Linked DNA regions of Anas platyrhynchos: region 2 is linked to region 1. A link is a contact called in public Hi-C data. All regions are on one chromosome and are shown on one strand. The core of a region is the stretch at or near the end of the contact, and the rest is flanking DNA. Distances in the headings are between cores, read along the strand shown. Region 1 holds the start of ACAD10 (acyl-CoA dehydrogenase family member 10). Region 2 holds the start of CUX2 (cut like homeobox 2).

Region 1 (5,776 bases), core at 636-3,135:
TCACTCCAGGGGGGGCAAAGGCACAGCTTTTACCACCCCTCCCACAGCTGCAGCTACTAGGACAGTTCTTTTGTCACCCTGAACGCTCTTTTGCATGTTTGTGAACAGTTACAAAGAAGCAAGGGGCTGTTGGGAGTCCTTAATACCCACACGAAACTCTCACTTTTTAGCAAAGGATTAAAACAGCAGCTCCAATAAATAATGGCTGCTTCAGGAATAACCTGACAGCTGTTTTTGAGAAAAACAATTGAAGTTGACAAGCCACAGATACTCAGAACTACTCCTAGAACAAATGAGCAATGTTTGTTCCCATTTCAAATGCTCATTTTGTGTCTCCTGACAGCTCTCAGGCAGATCTGAAATGGAATTTCTCGTGCTATTGCCAGGAAAGGGAGTGGAATTATAAGCCCTGAAACACAGGACGAAGCCTCCTGCTTCAGGGAGCTCCTCAGGCCTGCCGCCAAGACCCTGCAGACCACAATTCAACTGCAGGATCCCTCGAGAAACTGCTTTTTTCCCTTTTTTTAGGAACCCCATTTCTTACAGCCAGCTCCAAGCCAACCCCGAGCTCCAGCACCACCCCAGGCCCGTGGGTTTGGGTCACCCTTCCTGCCTGCCACAGCCCGGGGCGACTGACCCGCCCTTCCTGCTGGCCTCACGGCTCAGGAGCGTGGCTCCCAGGGAGCTGCCGTGAGTCAGGCATCCTTACTTTGTTTTGTACAGGTGCATGATGCCGTGAACGATTTCAACCGACGGATTCCCGCTGAAGAAGGAGATCTGGTCAGGGAGCTGCTTGGAAGGCGAGTCCGGAGCAGCCTCACGCTCTTTGCTCTGCTCATCGGGGTTGGTTTTGTCCTCAGCAGATGCAGCCTCCGAAGATTTCCTTCCTTCCACGGCACCTTTTGGTTCATCTTTTACAAACCAGAAGCTTTCAGATTACTAACCACACACGAGAAACGCTCACTGTTCCCTGAGCACAGCCTGCAGGAACGCAACCAGACTGAGAAGTTGAACTGTGAGGAATCAAACTGTACCCCTGGAAGGTGGCAGAATGAGACCCAGCTCAGCTTTTTGGTTCTGGGGAGTTGCCAAAAGTCCAGTGAGAGCCCGTAGCAAGACCCTGGTGTGCGAGTTCTGACCTGTGCCGGGTTAAACCCTGACAGGCGGGGTCTGCTTGGTGCCAGGTTAAATCCTGCCAGCTGCCATCACCAACACAGAGCAACCTGGACGGGTTTGCCAAGCACAAGCAAGGCGAGCGCCGTGGTGTCAGCTCCTCCTGCGCTGCTCTGGGGGCATCAGAGACACCACCACAACCCAGACACTACTGTAACCGGGCACTCCTTCCCTTAAACCCCCCCAAAACCCAACCAACCCCCTGGACCCCCTTTTCTAGATACCAGACCCCACCGGGGAGCACCCCAGTAGCAGCAGCAGGCTCCTGCCAGCACCGGGCACCCCCCACACCCCCTCCCCGTACCTGCCCGCGGCCGGATGGTCTCGATGATGACATCGGTGAGCTCCCTGCGGCCCAGGTGCTGGTGCAGGATGGCCGCCCGCTCCCCGGGGCCCTTCCCTTGCAGGCAGGCCGGGGCCGCGCCGCTGCTGTCCGCCGCCATGTCGGGAGCTGTGAGGAGAGGGGGGGGGGTAAACATCAAGGCCTAGCTCCCGGTGTAGGCCCTACCGGGAGCAGGCCGCACTCACCGGCCGCGCTGTAGGCGAAGCCGGCGGGCAGCGGCGAGTGCTCGCCCAGCTCCAGGCGGATCACCACCAGCGACACGCTCATGGGTGGGCCCGGCACGGCCCCGCCCGGCCCCGCCGCCGCCTCCTTTTTTTCCTCCTCCTCCTCCGCCGCCGCCACCGGGAGCTCTGAGGCGCCGCTTCCGCCTCGCGCACCTCTCCCCTCTGACCCCGCCGGGTCACGTCGGCGTGATGACGTCACGAGGGGGCGGGGCTGGGTGGTGTGGGGAGAGAGGGGGCTCGCCGCGGGGGGCTGGCGTGGTTCTCGCGAGGTTTGGCGGTGAGTTCTCGCGAGAGTTGGCGCGCGGGGTGAAGCCGGAGCCGGGGCCTGGCAATGCCCGGCCTGAGGGGAGGGGGGGAGGGGGGGGGCTGTGATCCTGCACGGGCAGGCCGCAGGGCTGGGCCTCGTGGCCCAAAGTGCTTTAAAATGGCTCTGAAACGGCTGCAAAACACCACAAAGTGTCCCCAAAATGGCCCCAACGTGCCCCCAAAACGCCACACAGTGTCTCAAAATGGCCCCAAAGCTCCCAAATGCCGCAAAGTGCCCCAAAATGGCCCCCAAAACGCCACTGAGTGTCTCAAAATGGCCCCAAAGCGCCCAAACGCTATGAAATGCTTCAAAATGGCCCACAATGCCCCCCCAAACGCCACAAGGTGCCCCAAAATGCCCCTCAAACACCACAAGGTGCTCCAAAATGGTCCTAAACGCCTCTAAAAAGCTTCCAAACACCATGAATTACCTCAAAATGGCCTAAAATGGCCCTAAAATGGCCCCCAAACACCACAAAACAGCCCAAAGGGTCCCCAAACACCTCAAAATGCCCCTAAAATGCCCCCAGATGCCTCAAAATGCCCCTAAAACGCCCCAAACTACCACAAAATGGACCAAACTACTTCCAAACGTCTCAAAATTCCCCTAAAACACCCCAAAGCCCCGCCAAACACCCCCAAACATCTCAAAATGCCCCTAAAACGCCCCCAAACACCACAAAACGTCCCAAAATGCCTCAAAATGTCCCAAAGCACCCCCGAAACTCCCTGAAACACCTCCAAATGCCCCCAAACGCCTCAGTCCTTTCCCCTCCCACCTGCCCCTTAGCGTCCCGCAGCTCAGCCCCGGTTCCCCCTCAGAGCCCCGCTGGGTATCAGGCGCTGCCCCGGCCGTCGCTGTGACCCCCTTGATGTTTCCACAGGGCCGGGACATGTTCCTGAGGCGCGCTGCCCGCTCCCCCTGCCCACGTTGGGCCGTGGCCCCGCCGCCCACTGCCTCAGCCCGGTGGATGCGATGTGGCCGGAGCCCTTACAGAGCCGTGGTCTGGGACGCGAGCGGGGTGCTCCTCCCGGCCCCACACAGGACGGCCGCGGGTGCGTGCTCTCATTTCTCATCCAGTCTTCTCGTTCCTGTGCGTGTAGGTAAAATCCGCTTCAAATGGCGCTGGCGGTTGGCTCTGCAGCGGGTGAGATGTTGGAGAAGCTGCAGAGGCTGCGATGGTCACCGCTCGCTGTGCAGCGTTCCCGATTGCGCCATCAGAAGCGCTAGAACTGTCAGCAGCTGGCAACCGTGTTGACATCTCCAGGCCAGGGCCCGGCCACTTCTGGTGATAAATCGGCCCTGTAATGGCACTGGTTGATAGCACCTAACGTTGGCACTGCCCTGCAGGACACAAAGAGCTGTGTTTTTACCCCAAGGGTACCACGCCAAAAATAAAGACGGGGTGCTTTGTCTGGGGAAATGCTAAACCTCTTATCTCTGTGTCTAGGTAAATTATCTCAGCCCATCACATCGGTTCTCATTAGTCTTATCTGTCAGGTTTCAGGGTTGCAGAGGGATTTGAAGCAAGTTTCCCAGTTCTGATGATGCCATATGTGCTCTTTCCTGGCTTTCTTTTCTCTACATAGACTGGGAGGCCCAGAATTGTATTCCAGCTGGCACCATCCAACAAGCTGTAACCTCTGGAGGGGAAAACAGTCCCTCTCTCAAGTACTCAAGAGGAGAGCTGACGACTGTGGAGTTCTTGCAGGAGCTGGGACAGCAGTGCTTTGAGATTGTAAGCCAGCTACCCCTTCCTCTCTTTGTGCTTCCTGACTGCAGGGAAATGGGTTCTGCAAGATGGGAACCTGGTGGTTCAGTAAGGAAAGGGGAGCTTTTAAAATAAATCCTTCAAGGAAGGGTTTGGATTTACCACCTGGGAAGCATTGCTGTCTGATCAGGGCAGGCTTCTCACTGCCGTTATCATTCTGCTACCCAGGCAGGATGGTGAGCAGAACTTGCCTTCACTTCCACCAGCCTCCTCCTCCATATTTCATAGCTTTCTGATCTGAAGACACCTCTGGGATCACCTGAGATGAGAAATCAGAGAATCAAAGGCCAGCTGAAAGGCTTCTGCTGCTAGTTCATACGTGAATGTGCTTGACAGATGGAGACAGTGGTCTCTGAGTAGGGTTCTTAAGATCAGTAGAAGCCTGATGAGGGCTTTTTGAAACATCTGAGTCTGAAATGCAGATTCCTTTCCCTCCTGTTGAATGGTAATCCAGTATTTATCTCTAACCTGCCTCGATTCCATGACAGGATCAGTCTTAGCCTATTCCTCTTTGCCAAAATCGGCTCTTTAGCTTTGCCGCTTCTGTAGAATTAGTAATCTGAGAACCAGATTTGGCCTAAGCAATTTAGCTGGGAGATTCACTGTCTGCCTTCTGCTGCCAGAGGAAGCGGGGCAGCAAGATAAGATGATCGGGCAATCTACCTACCCAACCGCTCTCATTCCCCTTCCTGCTCAAAAACCATCTATGGCTAATTATCATTCTTGGGGGTTTCTCTGGTTTCCTAGGCAAACGTCTGTGTTCCAGTGGACTCTTTTCTCTCCAACTTAATCAGACATGAGATGATAAAACAGCTCCCCACAATGGCAGAAGCCGTGCAGTGTATCCGTGCGGAAGGCCTTAAGACAGCTCTTCTGAGCAACAGCTTCCGTCTGTCAAATGGGGAGAGCTTTCTGCCCCTAGACCAGCAGCACTTCGATGTGGTAAGCCTGGGTGGATTACAAGATGCAGTGCTGAAGCTAGGTCTGTAGAGAGCAGCAACTGAAATACTTTACGTGCAGGTAGCAAGGGAAAGGCTTCCAGCAGCACCAATTAGCAGATGTACAATTAGCAGTCAGTGAAGACGTGTCCTGGCACAGCTTGCTCTAGTGCCTGGGCCCTGAGGAGGGTCTGAGTGAGGGGCAGGTGCTGGTGCACCTGAAAATTCATTGCTTAATGCCCACAAAACCCCACGTATATATGTAAGAATATTTTGCATATATGTAAGTGTATTTTGTGGATCCAAATTTGGGCAGATGATGATGGTCAATAACCTTCCTGCTGTGAAGATTGCTGCGGTGTGGTTGGTAGCTGTCCTCCTGTTCTCCACAGACGTTGTGGTCACAGCAGGCGCGTGCATAACCCATTGCTTGTCGCCACAGGTAGTCGAAGCTCATCAGGAAGGAAAGTGCAAGCCAGATCCTCGTGTCTACAAGCTGTGCTTGGAGCGCTTGGACGTTCAGCCTCAGGAATCCATCTTCCTCGACAGCAGCAGCCAGAGCCTCCAAACAGCAGCCCAGCTCGGCATCAAAACAGTGAAGGTACAAAGCAGTGGAACCAGGTCAAGGCGTGGGCACGGTTTCTAAGCCCAGCAGCTGTGTTTGACTGGAGTGGCTCAGGATTTCCAAATGGAAAAGTGGCAGACTCATGTTGCCAAGCCTTTTGTTTCAGCCTGTCCTTATTCCTCCAGGATGATTTATTAAATAATACACTTCTGGAAACTGAGGCTTCAAGAATCTGTCACCTGGGCAATGGTTAACACTCAGGCTTTGGAGATAGAGAGCACAGGGGTTTTACTTGGGTGAAGGGACCACTGGGACAAGGGAAAGTACGGGACTGGTGGGAAGAACTCCTTGGGATGGCACATGGGGAATTCCAGCTTTTATCCCAGCCCAAGCTCACAGTGCCAATGTCACTGTGAAAGGTACATCGTGGGGACAGAGAGCAAGGTGGGAGGCTC
Region 2 (6,221 bases), core at 2,732-5,231, 160 kb before region 1:
GCAGGGAGCAGGGTCCTGCCTGGGGATGGAGCCGGCTCTGGGCACCTCTGTTCCTTCCCCTGCTGTGGGTATTGGGGGATTTACCAGGAAAAAAATTAGTCTTTTAAATATATATGTACATGCATTTATACATACAGAGCTCTGTAGCGAACAAAAGAGCTATGGGAAAGTGGTTGCAGCCCGCGAATGGGTGTCGGGGAATAATGCACCTATCTGTGCCATGGCAAAATCAAGCATCGTCCCTGCTTATCTGCAAAGGAGCCTGTGTTTTACATGAAAAAGCCTTGCTAATTAATAGGACGGCCCCTCTTGAGCTCGATAAAAAATGGAGTCAAAAGGATTTGATTAACCCCCGCTCCTCGCATGGTGCGAGCTCCTCCTGAGCCAGACGGGTGCCTGCGCCCCGGCCAAGTCCTGCCCGCGGCCGATAACGGGGAGCCCTCGGCACCGGGGGAGCCAATTTGGGGGTGCCCAAAGGGTGAGGGCACCCCGGAGCCAGCCCATGCCCTGCCATCTCGCTTCCCTTGTGGCTATCTTTTGCTCCAAGCGCTGTTTTGTTCCTGCCATCGGATAGATTTGACTAACCTAATACATATGTATACACACCGGTACGTTCCCATTCAAACCAATGTAAATTACCTCTGACCAATACGTTTTCCTGGGAAATCAATGCATTTTAACACTGGATAATATTTATGAAATTGAATTTTTCATTGAAGCTAATGCAATTCTCTTCTATTTTATGCATTTTTATTAAACTAATGCATTTTAAATTAAACTGTTGTATATTAACTACAATGGCTGTTGGTACTTACAGTAAAATAATATATGCTCACCGAAATCAATACATATTCCAAACCCAGGATTTTCCAGTTAACAAGGCTATATCAAATATAACGAATGCTTGTAGCTACTTAATTTGATGCTTATATACACCGCCCGGCATATTTGTTTATTGGTAATGATTGTTTTTAAAGGCGGAGAGCTTATTAAAGGTAGAAAGATGGGGTTTTGTGCAGCCCAGTGCTGCAGCATGGTGGTGGCCACCAAAGGGGACAGGGAGAATGGGCTGTGTGTCCTGGTTCTGGCTGGTGACAGAGCCAAGCTGGTGTGCCCCAAAGTGTCCCCATGCCCTTGGCCACCTCCCTGCGTCCTTTGGAGCAGGGCCAAGCAGCCAAAGGTGCGGGGGCCAAGGGCGGACGCTGCTGCTGGCCCTCTTTGGGGACGTGCCCCGCTCCGAGAGCAGGATGCGGCCCCAAGAGGAGGCAGCAGCCCCGGCCCCAAGAGCCGTGGCACGGGCAGGGGAAAGCCATAAATAGCAGCACCACACGCCGCGCACACGCCGAACGGCGCCACGGTCGAGATAATTTCGGGCGAAGCAATAAAAGAGGGAAATTAATTAAAGAGCATGTGCTAATTGTAGCGGGAACGCGCCTGGAAATAAGGAGACTTGGCTGAAAGGCGGCCGGCCCCGCTGCGGCAGAGGGGTCAGGGCATGGGGGCTTCGGTGACACCGAGGGCTGAGGCCGGGCACAGCTCGGTGCATGCCACACGGTGCCCCCCCCGTGTCCCCGGTGTCCCCCCCATGTCCCCATCCCCGTGCCCCCCGTGTTCCCAGCGGTGTCACAGCCTCAGCCTTTACCTGTGTCTCTCCTCACCCCCAATCTGTGCAGCCGTGTCCCCCCCGCTGTCCCCTGTTTGTCCTCCCCCCCCGTGTGTCCCCCCCCTTGTCCCCCTCCCCGTGTCCCGGTCCCTGCCCGCGCTGCGGGGCGCGGTGGCCGCCAGGTGTCGCCGGTGTAACGGGAGCGGGGAGGGGGCTGCGGGGAGAGGGAGGGGAGGGGACGGGGAGAGGGCAGGGACGGGGGAGGGAGGGAGAGGGATGGGGAGAGGGAGAGGAGAGGGGCAGGGAGAGGCGGTAGGAGGAAGGGAGAGGGATGGGGATGGGGGGAGGAAGGGAGAGGGATGGGGAGAGGGAGAGGAGGAGAGGGGCAGGGAGAGGGTGAGGAGGAAAGGAGAGGGGTAGGGAGAGGGGGGAGGAAGGGAGAGGGATGGAGATGGGGGGAGGAAGGGAGAGGGACAGGAAAAGGAGGAGGAGAGGGGCAGGGAGAGGGTGAGGAGGAAGGGAGAGGGGCCGGGATGTAGGGGAGGAAGGGAGAGGGGCAAGGAGAGGATGAGGAGGAGAGGGGTAAGGGGAAGGGCAGGGAGGGGAGTAAGGGGGGAGGTAGGGAAGAAAGGGGGTGGGAAGGAGAGGGGCAGGCTGTGGGGAGAGGGCAGCTGATCATGAAGCAGGGGGAATCACCTCCAGCAGCGGGCCGCCACGCCGTCAAGCAACAGTTTAAATCATTTGACGTGGCACTGGGGGCACTGGGAGCACTGGTTTGGCTAGGTGCAGGTCCCCGCGTCCCCCTGCCCACCCTGGGGATGAAGCACCCGCTGCCCCCATCGCCTGATGGGGCCGGATCGCCGTACAAAGGACTTATCGGGGGGATCACAAATGACAGGAAGGCGAGAATAAATTAACGCCTGAAATGGGAGCGTGCTGAAACCCAACATTTTTTTTTATATTTTTTATTTTATTATTTTTAAGTACGCAGAAAATCTCCTGCCATATTTTAATTAAAAGCCTTTCAGAAGAGGAGGCGAGGGGCTGCCATTTACAACGGGCTATTGTCAGGCGCACAAAGCGAGCCGTTCTGGAGACAAACTGATTTATTAACCTGCGCCCCGCGGCGCTGCCCGGGCTGGGGGGGGGCCAGGAGAGGCAGGGGGGCAGCAGGGCCGGGTCCCCTCGCTGTCCCCGCGGTGCCCGAGGTGGCTGGGGACACGCTGCTGGCCTCGGGGCGCAGCCCCTCTCCTCTTCGAGGAGTGAGTTATGAATGATTTGGCCGAACAGAAACATTCCTTTGAAGCCCACAATTGAGTTTGCTCGCCGAAGACGCCGCGCTGGTTTTTACTCCTGATGGATGAGCGGGATCCTCCGTGCCCTCAGAGGGAGCGCGGTGGGCACGGATCAGCTCTGCGGGCACAGGGGAGGGTCCCCTCGCCCACCACCTGTCTCTGATGGTGTCCTACAGCAGGTAACCAAAATCTGTGAGAGGCCCTGGGCGCCTCTGTTGTGGTGTTGGTGCCACTGGGGTCGTGGGTTCAGCGTGGAGTTTGCCCTCGTGGCCCAGCACCGGGGGCTGGTGGCAGCCCCGGTGAGGGGCCAGCGGTGCAGCCAGGCTCTCCTTAACACCAACTGTCTCGGCTCCTGCAAATCGTTTTTATTTTTATTTTTTGCACTTTGATTTTCTCCTCACTCGCTCCTCTGCCCCGGGGCGTTTTGTGATCGTGGGATTGCGGGCGGCCAGGGCGTGCCAAGGTCACGTTGGGTGCCTCTCTTCTCCTCCCGGACCCCACTCCTGGCTCAGGGGGGTAAAAAAGGAGCGAGAAAAGAGGGACTGGACCTGAGCCATGCCTGTAGGGCACAGCATGGGATGTGGTCTGGCCCTACAGCACCTCCTGAGCTCTTGTAGGTGTTCAGGCTCTCGCTGCCAGCTCCTCAGCAGGAATTTATTGCCTGGCCAGGGACGGAGCATCCCTTCTGCTCCCCAAATCTCAGCCAGCAGCGCCGTGACCCCCATTACCCCCCAGCCCCATTTCACCCCTTGGTTTGAGGAAAACAAAACGTGAAACCCGGTGTGATCCACATGAAGCTCCTGTCCTGCTGGGCTCGGTGTGCCCACAGCGGGATTTACACCCAAATTCCCCCCCTTTCCAGCACCAAACCCTCACGACGCCTTGAGGGGAGCCTTGAGGGCGGGTAAAGATCCCCCCCACACACACACCCCCACCGGGGGGCCAGCTCGGGACCGCCACCTCCCAACTTTCCTCAGGGGGCCCTGCGGCTCCCCCCCTGTGAGGAACGGAGCCGTGTGGAGGCGATGCCGGCGGGCGGGCGGGCTCGGGGCCGGGCCGGGCTCGGCGTCTCCCCGGCTCCGTGCCCCAAGATGGCCGCCGAGGTGGGAGCCGGGTGCCGGGGCCGCTTCGCTGTCCGCCGGCTGCAGGTTGGTGGCGGCGGCGGCGGCGGCCCCCGAGCGCCTCAGCCTCGGCGTGCGGCGGGGAGAAGGGGCGGGCGGCCTCCCCCAGCCCTCCCCCCGCTGCTCCGCCGTCCCCTCCCTCCGCCCGCCCTTCCCCATCGATAGGTATCAGGAATTGATCCCCCGCCGCCGCCGCCTCCTCCTCCTCCTCCTCCACCGGCTCCGGCTCCTTCTCCGCCGGCTCCTCCGCTTCTTTGTTTCGGTGCCGCCGGGAGCACGGAGGAGCAGCAGCAGCAGCAGCAGCGGGGGGCATGGAGCCACCCGGCCCCCGCCCCAAGGTGACAGAGCCGGCACCGGGTCGGGAATGGAGATAAATATGGGGAGGGTAAAGGGGGGGGGGGCGGCTCCGTGCCCCGCCCCGGCGGGCGGCAAGTTGGGAGGGCGGCGGCTGAACTTCGGGGACAGACGGACAGACAGACGGACAGACAGACGGACACCCCCCCCAAAAAAAAAAAAACCCTCCAGGCAGCCCCGCTGCCAAGTTTTCACCCCCCCCCCTACGACCTCGGAGCCGCAGGTGCCCGGTGGAAGCGAAGCAGGGAACGAGGGGGGGGGCTCGGAGGGTTTTTTTTTTGGGGGGGGGCTCGGTTCGCGATCGTAGCACAGGGGAAAGAGGAGGAGGAGGAGGAGGAGGAAGGGAGGAGGTGGAGACGTGCCCGGGGCCGGCCGGAGCCCCCCCCCTGCGCTCCTATTGTTATTGGGGGCTGGAGGAGGCAGCGTGAGGAATCGGGGGCTGCTCCCGGGGGCTTTTTTCCCCCCCCCCATCCCCGTCCCCTCCCCCGTGTCCCGGTTTCTCTCGGGAGCGGTGTCAGGCTCCGAGGTCCGGGGCTGGGGGGGGGCGATGTGATGCGGCCCCGGGATGGATCCGGTTATCTCGGAGAGCTCCTTTGTGGTTCCGTGCAGGTCACGGTTGCTGCTATCCAGCTGTAGGCTGCCAGAGGGGCCGGGAAATTGACGGTAAGTCCCTTTGTTAAACGGGAGGGAGGGGAAGGGAAAGCGGGGAGGGGGACGCGGGGGGTGCTCCCAACCGGCCCCCCCCCTGCCATGGGTACCTGGGTGTTGGGGAGCCCGGCAATTAAGGGAGCCCGGTAATTAACACAATAGAGGTGCCGCCGAAAAGGGGGGCGAAAGCCAACCCCAAAGGTTTACAAGGGTGTTCAAAGGGGTTTTTGGCCCCCACAGGGTGGCCCGGAGTTTAAAAACGCGGGGGGGGTAAACAAACCTCAAGGCGATGTAAAAGCTCCGGTGCCGTATCGGCAGTTTGGGCATTTTAATGCGTTTTGGGTTTTAAGCGGCTTTAGGGTCTGCGATAGCCGACCCTAAAAGTCATGCAGGTAGCACGGAGAGCCGGCTCGCCACCGCTGCTGGCTTATGGCATTGTGGTGGGAAAGGGATTAGGGCTGCGAGCGCCCCGGCTGCGAAAGCATCCCTGGGTACATCACGCCGCTGAGTTTTTGGGTGCAGAACCTGGAATTCAAGGCAAATCTTGGCAGGCACTTTGCCAAGGGGTCGGCGGAGCGGGGCAGGTGATGAGGGGCAACTTTGCGTGGCGGGGAGCTGGGGAGGTGGGCGCTGAGCGGGGACGGCAGCGGTGCTGGTGGGGGACCTGTGTCCAGGCAGCGGTGCTGCCGCCTCCCCGGGCTCCCGGTGGGAAAGGTGACCTTGTGCCAGCTTGGCCTGATGCCCTCTATTTAAAAAGAAAAAAAAAAAAAGAAGGGAAACAATCCATTTATTCTTCTTCTGAGAGCTTTTCTTTTTTTTTTTCCTCCTTTCTCCTTTTTTTCTTTCTCTTTAATGCATGTGTCTAAGCGGCTCTGCTGGCCTAGGGCTTGCTGGGAATGGCAGAGTTTGAGCAGCCCTGATGAATGGTGGGCATATGTAAAACATGTAGATAATGTGCTCCTCGGCAGCACTTTGATCGAAACGGCATCGAGCCTTTTTACAGCAAATAGTCTCGGAAATGAGAAGAGATAAAATTCTATCAAAGATAATACCAGACATATTTCACTGGGTTATGAGATTGTTTTATTGTGTACATTACTAATGCAGTATTTTTTTACAGCTTTCTTGTGTGTAATAGTCATAACGGGCTCCATACCTTGATTTTTTTTCCCCGTGCTTTAATTTGCTCTTGTTTTATTA

Evidence for each region. Hi-C and Micro-C count contacts between places; a contact is called where the count stands out from the background.
Region 2: a Hi-C map of skeletal muscle shows a contact between it and region 1, with 2.5 times the contacts expected there. The contact joins the promoter of CUX2 here to the promoter of ACAD10 in region 1. A contact is called at or near these places in 2 of 8 Hi-C or Micro-C datasets (liver and skeletal muscle).

The regions. Positions count from the first base shown.
Region 1 is chr16:2,136,655-2,142,430 of IASCAAS_PekinDuck_T2T, reverse strand. It overlaps ACAD10 (acyl-CoA dehydrogenase family member 10), which reads left to right and starts at 1,885. Exons shown (of 15, transcript XM_072024163.1): 1 at 1,885-2,017; 2 at 2,931-3,497; 3 at 3,637-3,785; 4 at 4,566-4,760; 5 at 5,199-5,357. The coding sequence starts at 3,470. BRAP (BRCA1 associated protein) reads right to left here and starts at 1,928. Exons shown (of 12, transcript XM_038187363.2): 1 at 1,702-1,928; 2 at 1,478-1,624; 3 at 710-911. The coding sequence starts at 1,783.
Region 2 is chr16:2,302,160-2,308,380 of IASCAAS_PekinDuck_T2T, reverse strand. It overlaps CUX2 (cut like homeobox 2), which reads left to right and starts at 3,981. Exons shown (of 20, transcript XM_072024315.1): 1 at 3,981-4,046. The coding sequence starts at 3,990.